2 separate regions of the Anser cygnoides genome follow, and region 1 is linked to region 2. Evidence: chromatin contacts called from public Hi-C data. All regions are on one chromosome and are shown on one strand. The core of a region is the stretch at or near the end of the contact, and the rest is flanking DNA. Distances in the headings are between cores, read along the strand shown. Region 1 holds the start of NUDT7 (nudix hydrolase 7). Region 2 holds the start of MAF (MAF bZIP transcription factor).

What was found. A called contact is a pair of places that touch in the nucleus more often than the background predicts.
Region 1: a contact with region 2 is called in a Hi-C map of liver, with 10 times the contacts expected there. The contact joins the promoter of NUDT7 here to the promoter of MAF in region 2. A contact is called at or near these places in 2 of 7 Hi-C or Micro-C datasets (both in liver).

The regions. Positions count from the first base shown.
Region 1 is chr12:6,879,381-6,883,049 of Taihu_goose_T2T_genome, reverse strand. NUDT7 (nudix hydrolase 7) reads left to right here and starts at 2,275. Exons shown (of 4, transcript XM_048068914.2): 1 at 2,275-2,609; 2 at 2,978-3,131. The coding sequence starts at 2,290. It overlaps ADAMTS18 (ADAM metallopeptidase with thrombospondin type 1 motif 18), which reads right to left and starts at 2,480. Exons shown (of 29, transcript XM_067004174.1): 1 at 2,346-2,480; 2 at 686-785. It also overlaps the pseudogene LOC106033262.
Region 2 is chr12:6,079,221-6,082,782 of Taihu_goose_T2T_genome, reverse strand. MAF (MAF bZIP transcription factor) reads right to left here and starts at 1,813. Exons shown (of 3, transcript XM_048068884.2): 1 at 1-1,813. The coding sequence starts at 929.

The DNA.
Region 1 (3,669 bases), core at 1,026-3,525, 800 kb before region 2:
GTTTGGCTTTGATCCTAGAAGGCATTTGTTTTGACTCTGGTTGAAACTCAACTTGTTTTCAAAGTGAAAAATGAATTGCAGTGCATCCATTTTTACATAAGTAGAATCTTCTTCATTGTCTGTCTCTTCTCCCAGGACTGCCTCCTAAGTAGGTTTTAAATTATGTATTTTAGGAAAAAAAAAATCTTTAAATGTAACAGTAACTGATGATATAGAGTCTAACCTTTCTCATCAATTTACAGTTTTGATTCTTAGTGTTAAGTGTGCTAAGTACTTTGAAAGCAAGATGAAATGTTTGTTAGGTATTACACTTACATAGCAGAAGCATATGTTGAATACAAACTGTGTGTTTAAAACCTATTTACACCACCTAAGTATAAAGAGTTGCATTTTGTTACAAACATAGGCTTTGAAATTCCAGATAAGTTTGTGGTTGGATATGCTCTTGACTATAACGAATAGTTCAGAGATCTAAATGTAAGTACACAGAAGGGTGCTTTGACTGTTATGTACGTGAGTGTTAGCACAGATAACTAGCAGAAAATATTAGTTTCTACTAAGAGATTCTGGTCAATTAATAAAACTTCAAATCTGACTTGATGCCTCCATTAAAAGGGTGACAACATTATTAATATGCCAAGATGGCAGTTTAATGTAAATGCATGATAACTTGTTCATGCCTTACCTTTTTATGCAACTATTCTACAAGTCTTGTGGCCCAGCCTTCCTGTAAAGTATTTTGAATCCTCCGAGATGGTTTTCAGCATATAATCTGCTAGCCCCATCTGAAAAGAAAGTAACTTGCAATTTGGTTTTGATTTCATGTTTCTATTAGAAAAGAGCAGCATAAGATTTCACTAGTAAAAATTTTTAAATGGTAGTAGACTGGACTGTGTGTGAAGGTGTTTCCCACACTGTAAAGTATGTGCCTCAAGACCTTTTTCCTTTGTTCCATTATAGTCTCCCTATGCTGCACTGAGTAGTAAACAGACCCTGACAGAAAGAGTTGATCTTTTTTTTTTCCCCTTCCTACTGTTCAAAAGCATCTTCATAAATATGGCTAAGTGGAAAAGTGTCTCACTTGAAAGTCTTTAAGAAAAAAACAGTTCTGTAGAAGACACATAACAAATCTGCATTATTGTAAAGCAGTGTGGAGAAGGGCATGATAGATGAACAAAACTGGTCTCTTCCGGAATAAACAATTTCTCTGTGAATTAGATGAAATTTGAAGCCATATTAACACTTCAATTTTACAGCAAGTAGTAAAGTTGCAACCAAACTCGCAAAGCGTAATGTCTTAATTCCAATATTAGAACACAACCAGAAATAAAACTGAAAATAATTCTTGTGTTTACTTCAAAGGTACAGATTAATTGAAGTTGTACACTTTTTTTTTTTTTAGCACATCTGCATTCTGAAAGAGAGAGCCAAAGAGAAATATAAAAGCTAGTACTGTCAGACTTCTGGAGTAACAGTGTGTGGATGAATATGATAACCTACTACTCATGCCTGTTTCACTGAAGAACTGCATGTTCCTAAGGATACTCCTCTGTATATTTTTCCTATAATGATATGTGAAACAGCTTAAGAAACATGAATGCTTAAGTTTCAGTGAAACCTTAACAAAATGTTGGCCGTAAAATAGATATTATATTCCATTGGAATCATAGGAAATAGAGCCAGGACATGCACATGTGTATATAATTACGTCTGGGTTTTTATTTACTATAATAAGTAACACATCATGCATATTGTATAAAAACTGTAGTTACTTAAAATATATACACCTGGATAACAGTGGAAAAAGTAACCATCAAGGTAATTAAAGTGAGATTAGTACTTAAACATTCCATGTCAGCTTATGTGCTGTTTGTTTTTATTGTTTGCAGAGGGAAGAGGTCTCACGTTCCTCACACGATTGTGACCTTAGTTGAAATTCAGGAAACAAATTATTAGCTGTTAAGACTGGTGATAAACCATTATCGCATGAAAATACTTCAGCGAGCCACCTGTTTGCTCCTAATGAGAACTGGCAGTTATACTGCCCAGACACTGCAACAACGTTGAGATGCTCTCTGACACCGCATTGTTTCTTTCCTACAGTAAACGATTGGAACAGGCTGGGAGACCTTATTTCTTTGCTTTTGTGTACCTAAGCACTAAGCTAACAGTCTGTGCTTAAGAGGTTTTGCTGATGCCCCGCAGCTTTTAGCAAAGCCCTAGGCTACAGCTAAGAAGCCTGACGGGTCAGTGGTGCTTTCAAGGGGCTCCTGAGGGCTGGGGACTGTCATGTGTCACATTACCACCTCCTTACACCTGGCAGAGGAGAAAACCAGCGCCCTTACCCAAAGCACGGAAGGGGGGCGGCACCGCCTTCTCCCCTCTGAGAGAGGGTGGAGGCGCTGTCCGGCGGGGCATGACGCCGAGCCTCCCCCGGCTTTCTGCTTTTCCCAGCGGGAGGATACGGGTGTCAGCTGCCCATGCCCGGGGCAGTACACGCCTGGGAAGCTGTCGTCGCCCGCCCCGGCCGTGATCCTCCGTGCAGCCGCCCGGCCGAGCCCCGCCATCAGCGCCCCCCTCCGGCCACAAAATGGCCGTCCGCCCCTGAGGTAAATCCCAATTTGCCGCTCGGCCTGCCCTCTGCCAATCAGAAGGCGGAGCCCGGCGGGCGCGCGCGCTGATTGGAGGGAGCGGCCGTCGGTCAGTGGGGAAGGGCGGGGAGAAGGAAAGGGAAAAGGCCGCTGTCGGGGGGGCAGACAAAATGGCGGCTGCGGAGACGGAGGAGGAGGCGGAGGGGAGGTAGCGGCCCTCCGCAGCCCGGCCCCGGCGAGGGGGGTGCCGCAGCACGAAGGATGGGAGCGGCGGGCTGAGGGGGGCTCCCTGGGCCTGCTGAGAGGGGAAGGTGCCGGCTGCGAGTCGGTGTCGCAACCTCCGGGCTTGCCCCGGGGCGCCGCAGCGTGTGTGTGTTTGCTTCCAGAGAATGCCCGAAAGGGGAGGCGAGGCGCCGCCTGAGGGAGCTGGATGTGGCCGACAAGTTCTCCCGCTTGCCGCTGCCCAAAGCCTCGGTGCTGCTGCCGCTGGTGGTGCGGGCCGGGCGGCTGTGCTTGCTGCTCACCATGCGGGCCCCGCAGGTGTGTGTCCGTGCTCTGCCCTCCCTGTAGGTGGAAGGCACCCATGGGTGCCCTGGGGACAGCCCCCGGTCGGTGGGGTGGTAGCAGATGGCTTCCAGGTCAGAAAAAGAGGGGGTTATGCTGTTTGTTGTGGCTTAAGTGAGAAAACTGAATGGTACGTGGTTCTTAACAATGCGACTTTTGAATCTGCATTTAATATTTAATTAATAGTAATAAATAATATTTGATAGTACTCTCTTCTTTTAGATAGGAAAGGCAGCACTTTGTGTCTCCCATCACTCTTTTGCCAGCATTTTATCTTTAAAAGCCCTCTTGGTGTTTTGATTTTTGCTGAAAATTTGATGCTTTTGGTCATGCATAGAGAATTTAAAACCCTAATAGTTACAGTTGCTTAGTTGATTTAAAAAATGTTGTAAATGGGCTTTTTTCTGGCCTTTGATGAACAAACCCATTAATAGAATGTATGTAAAGGTATGGTATTTAAGTATGTATGTTCTTTTAACTTGTGTTAACAACTTGACGAGTGAAATTGATTCAT
Region 2 (3,562 bases), core at 564-3,063:
TCCGACTCCAGGACGTGCCGCTGCTGGACCCTCTTGAAGCGGCAGGACTGGGCATAGCCCCTGTTTTTGAGGGTCCTCCTCTTCTGCTTCAGCCGGATCACCTCTTCCTTGCTGACGCCCCGCAGCTGCCGGTTGAGCTCCCGCACCGACATGGTGACCAGCTGCTCGTCCGAGAAGCGGTCGTCGAAGTGCAGGCCGCCTCCGCCGTGGTGCGGGTGGTGCAGCCCCCCGGCGCCCCCGCCGCCGCCGCCGCCGCCGCCGCCGCCGCCTCCGGAGCCGGCGGCCGACGAGGAGGAGGAGGAGGAGGAGGAGGAGGAGGAGGAAGGCGGCGCGCTGCCCGGCGCCGCGCCGTGGGGGTGCCCCCCGGCGCCGTGGTGCGGGTGGTGGTGGTGGTGGTGGTGGTAGTGGGGCGCGCCGCCCTGCGCCGCCGCCGCGGCGATCACCGCCGACACCACGGCGGCCGCCGAGCCCATCTCCTCGGCCGGCCCCGAGCCCCCGGAGCCGGCGGCCGCGGCCAGCTGCTGCCCTCTAGCATAGCCATCGAAGGCGCCGGGCAGCGGGTGGTGGCTGCTGTTGATGAGCGCCTCCACCGCGTCCTCCGGGCTGAAGCCCAGCGCCTCGGGGTTGAGCTGCTGCGGGTAGCCCGTCATCCAGTAGTAGTCTTCCAGGTGGCCCTTCTGGTCGCTGCCGGAGCCGGGGCTGGGCGCCGAGAAGCTGGGGGACGGGGGCACCGAGCTGCAGGGCGTGCTCATCGGGGTGGAGGAGAGCGAGCCCCCGGCGATCAAGCGGCCGCACTGGCTGATAATGCGGTCGGTCTCCACCGGCTCCTTTTTCACTTCAAACTTCATCAGATCGAAGTCATTAACATATTCCATGGCCAGGGGACTGGTGGGCAGGTCGGAGCCGCTCATTGCCAGTTCTGATGCCATCCTTTTGCTGCTGACAGTCCTCCAGAAAGGGTGCGCTCCGGGAGCGAGGGGACTGCTCTGAGTTGCCGCCGGGTGAGCCAGCTTGCTGCCGGGCGAGCTCCGCTCCGCACCGCTCCGCACCGCTCCGCACCGCTCCGCACCGCTCCGCACCGCTCCTCCTGCCGCTGCCTCTCGCCGCAGCCTCGGCTCCGGCTCCGCTCCGCTCCGCCCCGGCCGCTCTCGCTCCGGCTCCGCGTTATCCCTTGCAGAGTCTCCGCTGCTGCTGATGCATCAGAGCGAGGGGCTCTCGCTATTCGCCTTTTGCATAAAGGTTTTTTTTTTTTTTTTTTCCTCCTCTCTCTCTCTCTCTCTCTCCTCTCTCTCTTTTTGCAGCTTGCAAACTGCAGCTGGAAGTGTTAGCTGGTGTTGTTGCGAGTAAATCTCTTTTTTTTTTTTTTAGGTTCGGTTTGGTTATTTTTAACACTTCATGGTGCCTTTCCTCTGGGCTTTCTCATGCAAAGTGCAAAGCGAGGAGAGAGGTTCATCGGGGAAAGGAGGAGGGAGAAGAGACCGAAGACAAAAAAAAAATCAGAGTCGATATCGCAACCAAAATAATAACAATCATTAAAAAAAAAAAAAAAAAGGAGAGAGAGAGAAAAAAAAAAAAAAACACAACTCAACCCCAAAGCTACGGCAAGAAGATGAAAAATATTTTAAAGGTTTCATCCAGCAGGAGAGTTTAAAAGCATTGCAGAGTTTTATAGCGCTCCTGACGTCAGCCTCCGAATGGCAAATTGGCTGGGCGGGCGGCCCAATGGGCTGCCTGCAGCCGCCGGCATTAGCATAATAGTATAGAAACAAGGAAACTTTTCGGGGCTGTCAATCAGGGCGCAACCAGCTGACTGTCAGCTGGGAGCGCCGTAACCCCTTCCTGCCCGCCCCGCTCGCCGGGGACCGGGCACCGGGCTGGGGCCGCTCCGCCCGCCGGGACGCGCCGTCGGGTGCCCGCCCGGCTCCGCTCCGCTCCGCGCTGCCTTGCTTTGTCCTGCTTTGCTTTGTCCTGCTCTGCCCTGCTCTGCCCTGCTCTGCCCCGGGGTGAGGAGCCCCCGGGTGCTCCTGGCCGGCCGGGCACCCGAGGGCACCGGGGGGACTTGGCCCGGGGGCGTGCGGGGACTGCCCGAGGGAGGGGGCGGCTCCGCGGGGCTCCGCGGGGCTCGGCGGTGCTGCCGAGCGCAGCCGGGCTCCAGCCGGTGCCTGGTGCCGGTACCGAGACCCCCGGGCCGCCCCCCCCGCGGCGGCTCCCCCCTGGGTTTGCCGCTCGCTGCCGGCCGCGATCGTTCCCCGGCCGCCCCCAGCAGAGAGGTCCGAAAGCCCTGCAAGTTTGCAAGCCCCGCTCCCGCCGGCGCTCGGCCCGCCTGGCCGGGCTAATTAACGGGATACATCGCGAACTAATTGTCTTCCCTTTAGCCTCCCCTCCCGGTGCCCCCCGGCCGGGGCTGGAGGGGGAAGCCGTGCGAGCGCGGAGCGGGCTGCACCCGGCGGTGCCGAGCGGCGGCGGAGCGGCTCCGTTCAAACCTCGACAGCGCCATCTCTCGTCGAAAGGTCAGTGCCGAGGCCGTCCCCGGCCGGCGCCGAGCCGCGGGAGCCGAGCCGAGCCGTGCCGGGCCGTGCCGAGCCGTGCCGTCGGGGCCCCGCCGTCGGGGCTGGCCCCCCCCGGCCCGGCCCGGCCCGGCTCGGCTCGGTTGGGGTCCCCCCTCGGTCCCCCCTTGCGCCGGGGAAACCCGCAGCCTGTCGAGCTGCCAGGCTCGCTTTGCCGAGCGAGCTTTATGGGAATATCGATAGAATTAAAGTTACTTGTAATTCCGTGATAAATGAGATGTCTCTAGTAAGTAAGATTAAGTGCGGTGCTATAAAGTTGTTTATCTGAAAAGTAATTCTCAGAAACCTGACTTCTGACACTTGGTCATATATTAAACCAGCTTCTTGAACATTGTACTTCAAATCCTCCCTTCTCCCCTTGCCCGGTCCCTTCCCCCTCCGAGTTTGCTATTTATAACCGTGCACGGGGTATGACTTTGTAGGTGCAGGCAAGTCTCTGGGTAATTTTTCACCAACTGTGAAAATCATCATTTGCGATAGCCAAAGAATCTCTGCTTCGGAAATAATACTTGGCTAGTGGATTCACGAATGGATAACATCTTCTGACTATGCCATTATCAGTACGAGTGCCAGTACTAACATCTGAAAGTCATACAGCGTGTACTGTTCCTGGCAGTTAAAAAGGTAGGGCATACTGCAAATTTAGGAAGATAACTACATCTAGAAGTGATCGCAGAGGCAATCCTGTAAAGTTAAAAAACGCTACCGACGTCGCTAACAAAATTAAAACAGTTCTGCACAGCCTCACAATGCACACGCACAGAGAACCATGGACATCTGCTGGGTTTATCTTGCAGCTGATATTCGTGACATACTTAATACGACTTAACTGCTCGGGCTGGCTTCCCCATTTCTTCACATCGTAGGAATCAACAAAACTTCCAGACTCGCAGCATAAATCCCCGCAGGACAGTCCAATTCCCCGTATTTGTTTTTTTCCCGAGGAAGATGAATGTGGTACTGTATATCACTTAACGTGCTCACCTATGAGGGGC